Linked DNA regions of Oncorhynchus mykiss: region 2 is linked to region 1. A link is a contact called in public Hi-C data. All regions are on one chromosome and are shown on one strand. Each heading gives the region's core, a stretch centred on a gene start, on an enhancer-like site or on the middle of the called end of the contact. The rest is flanking DNA. Distances are from core to core; before and after follow the strand shown. Region 1 holds the start of map4k5 (mitogen-activated protein kinase kinase kinase kinase 5). Region 2 holds the start of l2hgdh (L-2-hydroxyglutarate dehydrogenase, mitochondrial).

Region 1 (6,995 bases), core at 2,389-4,888:
TTATTGACAAATGTATTCCAGTAAGTTGTGACATAGAGGTCTGGTTACACCTCTAAACAACATGAGCGTTCCAGATGGAATAGCATTAAAGACTATGGCGAACTCTCTAGGTGTAACAGGGATATTGTAACGAGATTTTTTAAAATCCTCATAATTGTGTAACAATCCTTCTACATGAAAAAGTTGACTCACCAGCAGGATATGATTATTAAACCAGTTCTTTAAAAATAAAAACTTGTTTCTCTACAAAACATTGTTATTGTTACATATGAAATACCCACGCAGGGGAAAATTATGTTTATATATTAACAACCACGCTAAGAATATTAGTCTATGAAAAGCAGATCATTTAGTAGGAATCTGTTTAATGTTATAGTTACTATAGTTACAAAGTAACGAGAGAAGATATAATGAGGGACGAAATTCCAAATTGAAGTTGGATTCTTTCATCTTTATCTTAATGTCACACCCTGACCATAGTTTGCTTTGTATGTTTCTATGTTTTGTTTGGTCAGGGTGTGATCTGAGTGGCCATTCTATGTTGGATGTCTTGTTTGTCTGTTTCTGTGTTTGGGCCTGATATGGTTCTCAGTCAGAGGCAGGTGTTAGTCATTGTCTCTGATTGGGAGCTGTTTTCGGTTGTTCCACATTTCTTGTTTTTGTATATTGTTCTATTTTCATCTTTATTAAAGATGTATCAAAATAACCACGCTGCGTTTTGGTCTGTCTCTCTTTCACCAGAAGAGAACCGTGACACTTAAAAGTATTATTCAGGCCTCCCGGGTGGCGCAGTGGTTAAGGGCGCTGTACTGCGACTTTAGACCGTCCCCTCGCCCATACCCTGGCGCGAACCAGGGACCCTCTGCACACATCAACAACAGTCACCCCTCGAAGCATCGTTACCCAAGTGACGTCACCGATTGAAACGCTATTTAGCGCGCACCGCTAACTAAGCTAGCCGTTTCACATCCGTTACACATGTAGGGGACTGGGCTGTATGTAGGGACTGGGCTGTATGTAGGGACTGGGCTGTATGTAGGGGACTGGGCTACATGTAGGGGTCTGGGCTGCATGTAGGGACTGGGATGTATGTAGGGACTGGGCTGTATGTAGGGGACTGGGCTACATGTAGGGGTCTGGGCTACATGTAGGGACTGGGCTGTATGTAGGGACTGGGCTGTATGTAGGGGACTGGGCTACATGTAGGGGTCTGGGCTGCATGTAGGGACTGGGCTGTATGTAGGGACTGGGCTGCATAAGTAAGTCTGGTTTTCTGCTTTAGAAAGCAATACTCGGCCTTTCAAGGATAAATCCCTCTGAACTTTTTTTTTTTTTTCAATAATAGGTATGAAATTGAATGAGCATCTTTACATATGGTTATCCCAAGGTACGTTACTTTTTCCTAGACTAGAATATTGCATATAGAGGGTATCACACTGTCTTTAAGGGCAAACAATTAACACTTATTAAGGTTTAGACAAAGATCAGATGCTTTGGAAAAAATATTTATCACATCAACTGCTCTAGGAATCTGGTCAGCATCTTTCAAAATGAGGGTGGTGTCATCTGCAAGCTGACTTATGATAATATCTCTGTCAGCAATAGAGATCCCTTTTAATATCTCTGTCAGCAATAGAGATCCCTTTTAATATCTCTGTCAGCAATAGAGATCCATTTTAATATCTCTGTCAGCTATAGAGATCCATTTTATATCACTTGATTTACCAAAACTTGTAAGAAGTTGGGTTGCAAGCAGGAAGAGGTAAGGCAAAAGTGGGCACACTTGCCTAATTCCACTTTTCAAATCAAATCTAGGAGAAGTGCCATGCTTCACGGAGCTGTTCCCATTCATATAATGGATCACCGGGGGCAAACTACCTGCCCTCCATGACACCTATAACACCTGATGTCACAGGAAGGCAAAAAAGATCATTAAGGACAACAACCACCCGAGCCACTGCCTGTTCACCCCGCTACCATCCAGAAGGCGAGATCAGTACAGGTGCATCAAAGCGGGGACAGAGAGACTGAGAAACACCTTCTATCTCAAGGCCATTAGAGTGCTAAACAGACATCACTGACTCAGAGAGGCTGCTGCCTGCATTGAGACCCAATCACTGGCCACTTTAATAAATGGTTCACAAGTCACTTTAAACAATGCCACTTTAAATAATGTCACTTTAATAATATTTACATATCTTACATTACTCATATCATATGTATATACTGTATATTGTATAAAAAAAAAAGACCATCTATTGCACCTTGCCTATGCCGCTCAGCCATCACTCATCCATATATTTATATGTACAGATTCTCATTCACCCCTTTAGTTTTGTGTGTATTAGGTAGTTGTTGGGGAATTGTTAGATTACTTGTTAGATACTACTGCACTGGAGGAACTAGAAGCACTTCGCTACACTCGCAATAACATCTGCTAACCATGTGTATGTGACCAATACAATTTGATTTGATTTGATTAAAAATAGTTTTAATAGTACTACAAAAGAATTCCCCAAAACCACATTTCTTCAGGAAGAGAAATATAAACTCATGTTCCACTGTATTCGAAGGCTGTATAAAAGTCTATGAAGACAATAAAACTATCTTTGAAGATTAGATCAGAATAGTCACCAGTCGGATATGATTACATATATGTTTGTTCCTCGTGAAGCCAGATTGGGTCTCTTCTATAATTGAGTCCAATACTGACTTTATTCTTTTTGCAAATATATAGGCTAATATTTTGTAGTCGTTATTGACCAGATAGATTGGACGCCAATTATCGAGGAGAAGCAAGTCTTTCTTGGGATTGGGTATTAATGTAATCAGACCGTGAGTCAAACTGGGAGGGAGAGCATTATTTGCAATGCTTTCAGAAAAGACCTCTAACAGAAATTGAGAAAACGTTGTGTAAAACTCAGCAGGTTTACCATCAGTCCCAGGAGACTTATTATTATTATTATTATTATTATTATTATTTTTAAGGTGTTCAATAGAATAAATGATGTGTTCAAATATAATAAGGTGATTAAACTGTTTCCCCCTCAGCCTCCCCAATTGATTTGAGGACACCTCACAATACTTAGAACTATAAAGGACAATTCATACAGTAATAACTGGGAGCTTTTTAAATATGAGGTTGGAAAATATTTATGAAAACATGTGAGTAGAGTAGAGAGCTGAAGAAGAAAGTGTAATTACCACTCTAAAAAATAATACAATTCAACAATTAAATATGAATGGTCTCATGACAGAAGATCCCAAATTAATCTCTAATTTTAGTTGTAATATCTACAGGAATAGTTTTATTCTTCTCTGTTACAGTTGCTTGCTTGCATCACTAGGTGGCAGTAGTCGCACGTCATATATCAGAGTGACAGTCATTTCGTCTGGACAAAAACAATGCTTTCAATAGATTTTTTTTGATCGATTCAATGATGTTAGTTGTTGTTATTCTTGCAATCTAGTTAGCGTTTACAGTTGAACGCATGGGTGACAATAAAGTACATTTCTCCTAGTTAGTAGCAGCAGCCCGTTCTGTCAACAGGAGGAAATTACGTGTTAACGTCGAAAACGTGAGGTGACAATAAAGTATATTTCCCCTAGTGAGTAGCAGCTCCTACTGTCAACAGGAGGAAATGACGTGATAACGTCGAAAACGTGAGGTTGGGACTTCCAGCCGAGATACGTTTTTTTTTGTTGCCGTTGCTGAGTGAGCAGCCAGCAAGAAGTTTACACTTTCTCTGAGGAATAAATAATACTTTTATGTTTTTTTGTTTTGTTTTTTGGGGGGGATGAAAAGGAATTGAACATATTACTTTTCGTATGTCAAACGTATATGGAGTAATTGGTAAGTGGAGCAGACGTTGGATTAGCTAACGGCTAGTTAGCGCATGTTAGTTGCGGGGTAATGCTAAATAGATAGCCAGGCTGACTATTCTTGGTCATGGAGTGGAAGGCCGAAACACTTGTTAGTTTCTACATGGTAGTTAATTGCACTCGTCTGGTGTCCCATTTTCTGAATTAGTATATTTTATTAGAGAAGAAGGATGAAAACCAGAAGTTTAGCTAATGTTTTGGAAAAAACAGTTTAATAATATCGCTCCGGTAGCTATAGTAACCAACTAATTTGATTAACTCTCTAACGTTATATACATTCAGTGATTATATCTATATTGTTTATCTGCTGACTTTTTTTCGTAAGCTAACGTTAGCCGTTTGGAAGTTAGTTACTGTTAGCTAGCTTGCTATCCTCTATACCTAACCGGCTGGTCAGCAAATCAGTTGATTCTTGACGGTCTTTGTTGTGAAATTATATCTGTGGTTTGTAGCTACCTTTTAAAGTTTAAAGTTTCATTAGTAACGTTAGTATGTACAGGATACACATAGTATAACTTACTATACAACGTCCAACGAAATGCTTACTTGCATGTACCTTCTCAACAATGCAACAACAAAAATAAATGACAAAACATAAGAATACGAACATAAAGTAAATCTCAAAGTATAATAAACATTATAGCATTAGTATAATAATGGAAGGCACAATTTATAGTCCCATTTTAACGTGTTTGGGGGGGGGGGGGGGGGGGGGGTTGGAAAGTGTTTAAATTGTGCAGTATTTAGCAACACTGTGTGTGTGCAGTTCAAGGCACCAAGCTATTAGCTAGAGGTTTCCTCATTAACTTTTCTTCTCTGTCTCATTGGCAGGAAATGGACCAGAGGCCAGATTTGGAAGCAGCACTTCTGCAGCTTTAGAGAAGAAGCAAGTTATCACAACTTGAAGTACTCCTCTCGAATGATAGTGACGTGTGTATTTGCACAAGCTAACTAGCTAGCTAAATGTAAAGTAGCTAGGTGTTGACAAGCTATCCAGCCAATTAGCTAGCTGCTATGGATATCTTTCCAAGACCTAGTGGAGAAATTCAAAGAAAAAACCCGCAGCAGGATTTCGAGCTTATTCAACGAGTTGGGAGCGGCACATATGGAGATGTGTACAAGGTATTTTTTTTTTTAAAGCTACCATCAAACTGAATAAACAGTCTGTATTAGATTTGGGTGTTCTGAATTTAGATCTCTGTCTAACCAAAACAAGCACACACATCTGTTGGGAGGCACGAGATCCCTGTGCTTGAGTGCTTCTATCCCCTATCTAATTCCTATTGAAATCTGGCCAGAGCTACTGACATGAAGTTGTCAAGGTAGGATTACACTCCCCCAGGCCCGTAGTTCATTTCTCTTTCTCTCAATGTGTTAAAGCTTTTATATCCAAGATGTTAGTGAAGTTCTGCGATGGCCGGTGTGTATGTTGTATAGCCTACTAGCACCTTGATGCAAAGCACTGAACCTTTACTGTTGCCAGTTTGCCAGTAGTTACAGGGGCATTTTAGTTTTTGAATGGAAACTAAAGTGAATGCTCGTCTTCATGGCATGTGAAGTATTTCGTTATCTGTTTTAAACTATGTCTTTGCAGCCTGACGTCAATAGGAAACCTATACCTAGGTATGTTATCAAGCTCTTAGTTATCCGTTTTTCTTAATTCACTTTTGCCTGTTTTGACGGGACCTGTCTTGTGGAGTTTTATAGAGGATTTATTTAGAGTGGTGAGTCACCTACCACAAAGGCTTTCATTTACCTTTTCATTTACTCCTAATGAGTTTAGCATCTGCCCCCCCCCCCCCCGCCATGTTATCGCTCTGGTGTTTTGGGTTCCATATACAGTAGCTGAAGGACACGGCAGTCTACCCCAGGGATCTTCAACTAGATTCACCCGCTGGCTGTTTCTTTTTCTGCTTCGTTTTTTTTCTGGAGCGGATAGTTGGAGGGTGAGTTGGGGCGGAGCATAATTACAAATCATTTGTAGACTAGCAAATTGACCGCAAGAAGCCACCAACAGATATGTTTGACTAAAACAGTCATTTCAAACCTTGCTTACATTTGTACTATTGCGTGGGAATACATGAACAGATTTCTTAAATTTAAAAAAATCACTTGGAGCTGATTTCCTGTTTTTGTTGTCTTTTATGTGCAACAAGGAAAATTCCACACGTGATGTAGCAACGACAATGAATATAAGTTTTTACGTCTAACCTATTTTTATATCAGTAGCTACACCGTTGGATTGAACCAATATCTTTACTCTGAAGGTGGGGGCGGCAGGGTAGCCTAGTGGTTAGAGCGTTGGACTAGTAACCGGAAGGTTGCAAGTTCAAACACCCGAGCTGACAAGGTACAATTCTGTCGTTCTGCCCTTGAACAGGCATGTAAACATGAATTTGTTCTTAACTGACTTGCCTAGTTAAATAAAAAAAGAAGGTATTTCGTATGTTTCGATGACGTTGTCAGAACATTGCTTAGCAGTTCCACATACTTGGATGTACAGTCAGAAACCAGAATCATTCTATGGGTAGCGATGATATACACAGTACACTGCTTTAAAACTGGGAAGAAGGATTCATTTGGGCAACCCAATGCCTTTCTGATGTTATTCGCTGCCAGAAAAACATGAACTTTGTCAGGTCATTTATCTTAGTAACCCTGTGTTGTATTTAGTTTCCCCAGTATGGACCACCAGACTTATTTATCTGTAACCCATGGTTATTTCCCAAATGGCACCATATTCCCTATATAGTGCACTATTTTCGACCAGAGCACTATGGGCCCTGGTAAAGTAGTGCACTATTTATATATATGGAATAGGATGTTATTTCCCAAATGGCACCCTATTCCCTATATAGTGCACTATTTCTAACCAGAGCACTATGGGCCCTGGTAAAGTAGTGCACTATTTAGGGAATAGGGTGCCATTTGGGAAATAACCCATGTAATAAAGCATTGTACTGCAACCCCCCCACCTCAGTTATTGTTTTTTGGAGCATGTGGCTATAGTAGAAGTTAGATGGATTGGTAGGGAAAGATAGGTGCGATCCAGCGCCAGTTTCTCATTTTCCTGGCAAAGCTATGAGGAGAGAGTATTAACAAAGGGACAATTT
Region 2 (7,083 bases), core at 3,889-6,388, 150 kb after region 1:
CATTGAAGGCGTATTTTGTACATCTATATAATGACAAGGAGCAGCCTAGTGCTCAGCTGGTAGATTGAGGTCGTCTTTCAGGCAGACTACGTTGCATGTTGTCACGTCAATCGACTGTGCCGGTCGGGCACCAGATTGCTGCTATAACATATGTGGTTGATCTGATAGGGAAAATACCTATCCCAGACATTGTGAGATCTGGCATGCGTCTGCAGCGTAGTCAACCTGGGAACACAGACAGATACTTGTGTAGAACAGAGGGAGTACCATAGCCTACTGCCTTGACTGGTTTTGCCAAATGTTATTTGTTTGTGTTTAAAAAAATAAATAATGAGCGAGACAGTTGACATTTTTTTGGTAGTGAATTGATTTGCATTTTGTTAAAAATATTGATTGATTTTCTCAGAAGTAGCTTTGAGTCATTTGTAAAGAGGAGAAATGTAACAGAAGGTGAAAGGTCAGCTCTGCTTTATTTTATCGGACAGAAATTGTTCATAAGCAATTGTCTGAAATGATCAGATCAGCCTCAACGTAGCTGTGGATTGAATACAGTAAGGGTTCTATTCAGTCTGGATCTCTGAAGAGATGTGCACTGAACAGGAATAAACATGTCAAGTGTTCGTCCCATGTTTCATGAGCTGAAATAAAAGATACCAGAAATGTTCCATACGCACAGAAAGCTTATTTCTCTCAAATTTTGGGTGCAAATGTGTTTACATCCCTGTTAGTGAGCATTTCTCCTTTGCCAAGATAACCCAGCATGATCATTACACAGGTGCACCTTGTGCTGGGAGAACAAAAAAAACACTCTAAAGGTTTGTCACAACACAATGCCACAGATGTCTCAAGTTGAGGGAGTGTGCAATTGGCATGCTGACTGCAGGAATGTCCACCAGAGCTGTTGCCAGAGAATTGAATGTTAATTTCTCTACCTCCGTCGTTTTAGAGAATTTGGAAGTACGGCCAACCGCAGACCACGCGAGTGACAACGTTGTGAACAGAGTTCCCCATGGTAGCGGTGAGGTTATGGTATGGGCAGCAGGCATAAGCTACGAACATAATTGCAATGTGAATACACAGAGATGGTGTGAAAAGAGCCCATTGTTGTGCCATTCATCCGCCCCCATCACCTCATGTTAATGTCACAAGGATCTGTACACAATTCCTGGATGCTGAAATTGTCTCAGTTCTTCCATGACCTGCATACTCACCAGACATGTTACCCACTGAGCATGTTTGGGATGCTCTGGATTGATGTGTACGACAGCGTGTTCCAGTTCCCGCCAATATCCAGCAACTTCACACAGCCATTGAAGAGGAGTGGGACAACATTCCACAATTAACAGCCTGATCATCTCTATGTGAAGAAGATGTGTTGTGCTGCATGATGCAAATGGTGGTCACACCAGGTTTCTGACCTAATTCCCAACCTTTAAAAAAATATATATATTTTTTTTAAGGTTTCGGTGACCACCAGTCATATTTAATCCATAGATTAGAGCCTAATTTATTTATTTAAATTGACTGATTTCCTTATATGAACTGTAACTAAAATTGTTGCGTTCAGTATAAATGTAATTTCTGATGGAGCCGACGTCGGCAGCTCTTACTGAGGATCCAGTCGCCACAAACATTACCTTCTGAATTTAAATCCCACTGTAACGCTGAAATTCCACCTTACGGATTGAATAGAGCCCTAAGACATTTATATTTAAACATAGTAATGATTAAAATCAAATACACTGCCGTCAGAAGACCAGAAGAGTTAAGGACTTCTAGGTGTCTAACTCTTGGACATGTTACAAAATGCCAAATTAAATCAATCATTTATTAAAACTAATGAATCAATTCAATGAAATCCTCCGCCTTGTTACAGTCTGTACTTTTTTTAATGAAGTCATTTAATAAACATTAAGGAAAACAATTCCTGTCATACGTATGTTTTGGAGTCAATACCAATAAAGTCCAGTTGAAAACATGTTGCGATAATAATCTCATTTGTCCCGTGTCCCACTATCCTGGTCCCAGATGTGTTGGTGCAGTCTTGCCAACTCCTATGCCAATGACCATAACCCATAGGAGTAGGCCATAGGAGGCCATGGTGAGACGGCACTAACAGATCTGGGACCAGGGTCGTATTCACTAGAAACCAAACAGGGGAGGGGGAAAAAAAAAAAGGGACCAAAACATTGAGTCAAATTTTCGTTGCAGAACACTTTACTATGTGCTACAATGTGTTGCTACAAGACAACGTGCATCTTCTGGTCGTCATGACACTACCCACTGTGCCGGACTGGTCCTCTGTGTCGGTCAGTCACAGCCTGTGGTTGTGGGTTCATCCTCAGTCTGTCAGACCAGGTCCAGCTCTATGTCCAGCCCAGGTAGAGCTGTCTGGAGTCTCTCTACGGTCTTCTCCTTCTCTACCACGCCTGGCAGATCGCTGAGGTACAGATGCTCTAGACTCCTGGGAGATAGTGTGTATATTTAGTTTGACTAATATAGTCAAGTAACCATGGAGACTGGTCATGAGAAAAGCCTTGTGCCGGAACGTCAACATGAAAACAGCCTCCGCCTATAACCCCACCTTGTTGTTTGTTTCTATAGCTTCGGGGGATCAATATCCACATATTTTTAACTCGTTGGCATATAGTACAGCCACACTACCATAATGATGTTCCCAGGCACAGTAGCAGACCCACCTGAGTTTATGCAGAGCGATGATACCCTTGTCAGTCACGTTCCCACAGGAGACCACCTCCATCTTGTACAGGCTGGCCTGTAGGTTCTCTATGGTGCTTATTCTCTCTAAGCAGGCATCCTCTATGTACATACTCTTGATGAGTTTGAGCTCTTCGACATGCTCTAGTCCATCTAGGGAAGGGAAACATTGAATTCAACGTACATTTAATTTTAGCAGCTTGGTCCCAGATCTGATTGTGCTATATTGCCAACTCTTATGGTCAGTGTGGAGCAGGCAGAAAGCCTAGTGGTTAGAGCGTTGGGCCAGTAACTGAAAGGTTGCTAGATCGAATCCCCCGAGCTGACAAGGTAAAAATATGTCGTTTTGCCCCTGAACAAGGCAGTGAAACCACTGTTCCTAGGTCGTCATGGTAAATAAGAATTTGTTCTTAACCGACTTGCCTAGTTAAATAAATGGTTAAATAAATAAAATAAATTGTCATGACAACAAGTCACAGGATGTTGCAATACAGGATAAAGAGCTGCAACCAGGCTACAGAGGGTTCCATCGAGGTTTCTCTGAGCCCAGTGCTAAGCATGCCAGACCAGGCTACAGAGGGTTCCATAGAGGTTTCTCTGAGCCCAGTGCTAAGCATGCCAGACCAGGCCGGGCAGGGTGACAGACAGTGTTCTCAGTCTCTCTTTCTGGTGTAAAACATCCTGCTCTCTTGCGTCACTCATCAGGTAAACAGTCTGGAAGACACTAACTTTCACCCTCACCTCTTAACACGCCCAGGTGTCGGATTGTATGGGATTAGCTGAACATTAGAGTCAGCCATTTGGAACTGAAATCTTTCTCTTGTTAAAAATACAGAATTCTATTCGCCCCCCCCCCCCCCCCCCCCCCCCCCCCCCCCCCCCCCCCCGAGGGCATGCAATGCTTAAATTAAAAGTGAATAATTGATATAATAGAAGACTGTCTTTTAATAAATTGATTTGTATTTAGTCAAAGTCACTAGAACAAGACATTCGTGTCTTGTGTCAGATTGTAAACACAAAATTGAGTTGCTGCTCAGCATAATCACCATATCTGGTTCTGAGAATAGTGAGACCTCTGCCACAGGGTTTCACCTCACCGTCGAGGGGATAGAGAGACACGAACACCAAAAAACAAAAAAAAGGTTTTGGAGATCGGAAGGCTGCATTGGATAACGTACCCAGGTGATCGAAGCCTTTGTACATGATGCAAGAGTCTGTGGCGTCGATGCCCTGGATCTTGTATCGCCCCAGAGGGCCGGTGGGCAGGCCGTTGTAGTCATGTTGCCAACGGTCGAACCCCTGGAACCTCACCTTGGCACCGCACCTTGTCAGCCACTCTGCAGCAGCACGGTCTGGGCCCACCGCCTTGATACGCTCATAGTCAACTCTGGTGACAAGAATGCAACTACTGGTATTACATTATTACAAATACATAATGAATATAGTCATTACTACCTCCGCTATATTGTGGTCCACTGAGTAAACTATTAGTACATTACTAATCTATCACTCTGGATAAGAGTGTCTGATAAAATGGTAAATATTCTGTTAGCTAAAGTCTAATATTAGATGCTGTTGATCAAGACTGATGATTGTATCACTCACTTGTTGAAGACAGCATTGAGCCATCCCCAGAACGGTCTGCTGCCCTCATGTGTTTTCTGTGAGGAGAGAACGGCCTGCAGTGCTGGCTTGGACAGCAGCCTCATTATCTTCAGGTCTGAAAAGACATTACATAGTATTATATTACTGCGACAGCAGCTTCATACCGTGTAATGTCTTTCAGACCTGAACATATACGTTGAGGGGTGTCATCTCTAATGTAAGACTGATGGGCTTTTTAAAATGCGTGTCAAATTTTTTTTTTACCATCGAAACACTCATTTAGAATGATGTCTAAACACTGAATCACGTTGCTTTGATCCAGACAGACAGGTTAGCTAAATTAATCCAAGATCAACTGTGTTACAAAGCATTACCTAATAGCTGCAGACAGTAACCAATGGACGTAGGATAATGCAGCACCACGCAAGACACAAATAAACACAATTTGCTTAAAAAAAACAAAACGTTCAAAGCAATCAAGATGTGTGAGATTTTATTCGTTGAGGTATTTGTTAACAAGCTGATAATTGACTTACCTTGTCAGTTCGCTATTGTATTTACATGATGAACATGTCTGCAGTGTTCTGACCTTTAACCCGTTACGTACGAGAGACGCGCCTTGCCATTGGCTCCTCAAAGTGGGTGAAGGGTCAAAGGGGCGGAGCTTCGTGTCAAGCAAGGAATTTGATTAAGTTGCCATAGCATGAGAAACCTTGTGGACAACTGCTGTTTAAAACATATTCACACAATATGTGTGCACGGCGATTGATGTTACTGTCAAAGCGAGTATAGGTTGCTATTCAATCTCTGTCGAAATGATACGGACACTAAACAGCGCGTCATTTGCTGCCTTATTTGCAACGGTGCCAAAGTCCACGACATGCAGAACAGCTAGAATACACAGGTGAGTGGAGAGACACGGGTGAGTGGAGAGACACGGGTGAGTGTGTGTGCAGAGGTGGGAAAGTACCAAATTGTCTAGCCTAGGCAACTGCCAGTGGGCTTTATGGATCTCCACTAACGAGACTATGATCTGGGCTTGATGTGCACAGCCGGTATGTTCGCCGGCGACAGGCTCTATATTTAAGTTTAATTAAATAAAGAATGGCTGCCTTTTAAAAGACCAACGAATCCCTTTGAAAACGGCATATGTGGCATCGATATGAGTCGGAGACAGTTATTCGATTGTCAAAGTTGACAATAAAATGTAAATAGGACAACTTTGGTCATAAAGTCAGTCTCGTCTAAAAACGGAGTTTGGAACATCCGTGCGTCACAACGTAAATGAAGGCTGTGTTTTGATTTGATAATGTACATTTGCCCACTAACATGGAGTGAACAGCTGCAGTGATTGGTCTCTATACACTAGAGTCCCACAGTGGAGGTGTCATAATACCCATAAAACCTAGCGGTCAAACAGGGAAATGGTTCCAATCGTTTTTCCACAATACATTTTTCCCCATTGTGAGTTTTAGAAACACTTAAAATAAGGGGTGTTTCGTGTAGGTTTACCCTGGCTTAACGTTTTGATAACCTTGTAAATCTCTCTCGAACAAGGTGACTTTAATCAATACATTTGGCTCTTTACTTTGTTTCGAAAATGCTAATTAGCATCAAAGTAGACAGAATGCAAGACTACAAATCCCTGCAAGCTCCTGACACCTTTGCAAACAGTAGGGCTGTCTACAACAACGACAAAAAAAATCTTGGTCAACTGAAAGTCGTCAGTTCTTTCGACCAATCGATAGACACACCCTATGTGTTTTAATAAAATCAACAAAACGCATTGAGCTTGTCTGACTCTTACCATTTGATGAAATAAGACAAATGCCTCGCAAAGGCACCAGAGATCTAGATAACCAGAAGGAAAAAAAAACATTAACCTGACCCAACTATTCTCCTCCCACTCCTTCCTGCTGACTTTTGCAGATTTGCCATTCCTCTCCTGATGTTGCCGGTAAAAGGCAACACGAGGAATCAGCAACCTTTCTCATGTTGAATGTCAATTTCTTACAATTTCTACCAATCTGCGTGCTAGTTATGGTTTTCATCAAATCTAATAAAATGTCATTGGTCACATGCGATGTTATTGCCGGTGTAACGAAACGCTTGCATTCCTAGCTCCAACAGTGCAGTAATATCTAACAATTCACAACAATACACATTATTAAAGTGGACAGTGATTCCATGTCTATAGGGCAGCAGCCTCTAATGTGCAGGGTTGAGTAGCCGGGTGGTAACCGGCTAGTGATGGCTATTTAATAGTCTAATGGCCTTCAGATAGAAGCTTTTGTCCAGTCTCTCTGTCCCAGCTTTGATGCACCTGTACTGACCTCACCTTTTGGATGGTAACGGGGTGAACAGCCCGTGGCTCGGGTGGTTGATGTCCTTGATGATCTTTTTAGCATTCCTGTGGCATCGGGTGCTGTAGGTGTCCTGGGGGGCAGGCAGTGTGCTCCAGGCAATGCGTTGGGCAGACCACACCAGCCGTTGGAGAGACGTGCGGTTGCGGGCGGTGCAGTTGCCGTACCAGGTTGGTGATTACAGCCCGACAGGATGCTCTCAATTGTTCATCTGTAAAAGGTTGTGAGGGTCTTAGGGCTCAAGCTGAATTTCTTCAGCCTCCTGAGGTTGAAGAGGCTCTGTTGCGTCTTCGTCGCCACACTGCCTGTGTGGGTGGACCAATTCAAATGGGCAGTGGCGTCCACCTTCTCCACTGCGGCCCCATCGAAGCCTACCACTGTTGTGTCTTCTACAAAC

The links. A called contact is a pair of places that touch in the nucleus more often than the background predicts.
Region 2: a Hi-C map of blood shows a contact between it and region 1, with 7 times the contacts expected there. The contact joins the promoter of l2hgdh here to the promoter of map4k5 in region 1. A contact is called at or near these places in 2 of 3 Hi-C or Micro-C datasets (blood and liver).

What each region holds. Positions count from the first base shown.
Region 1 is chr19:62,091,803-62,098,797 of USDA_OmykA_1.1, forward strand. map4k5 (mitogen-activated protein kinase kinase kinase kinase 5) reads left to right here and starts at 3,639. Exons shown (of 34, transcript XM_036955319.1): 1 at 3,639-3,853; 2 at 4,714-5,004. The coding sequence starts at 4,897.
Region 2 is chr19:62,243,589-62,250,671 of USDA_OmykA_1.1, forward strand. It overlaps l2hgdh (L-2-hydroxyglutarate dehydrogenase, mitochondrial), which reads left to right and starts at 5,139. Exons shown (of 10, transcript XM_036955320.1): 1 at 5,139-5,227. The coding sequence starts at 5,139. dmac2l (ATP synthase subunit s, mitochondrial) reads right to left here and starts at 5,000. Exons shown (of 5, transcript XM_021574903.2): 1 at 4,860-5,000; 2 at 4,324-4,438; 3 at 3,897-4,105; 4 at 2,700-2,871; 5 at 1,867-2,464. The coding sequence starts at 4,427. The coding sequence ends at 2,350. It overlaps cdkl1 (cyclin-dependent kinase-like 1), which reads left to right. Exons shown (of 11, transcript XM_036955321.1): 11 at 1-693.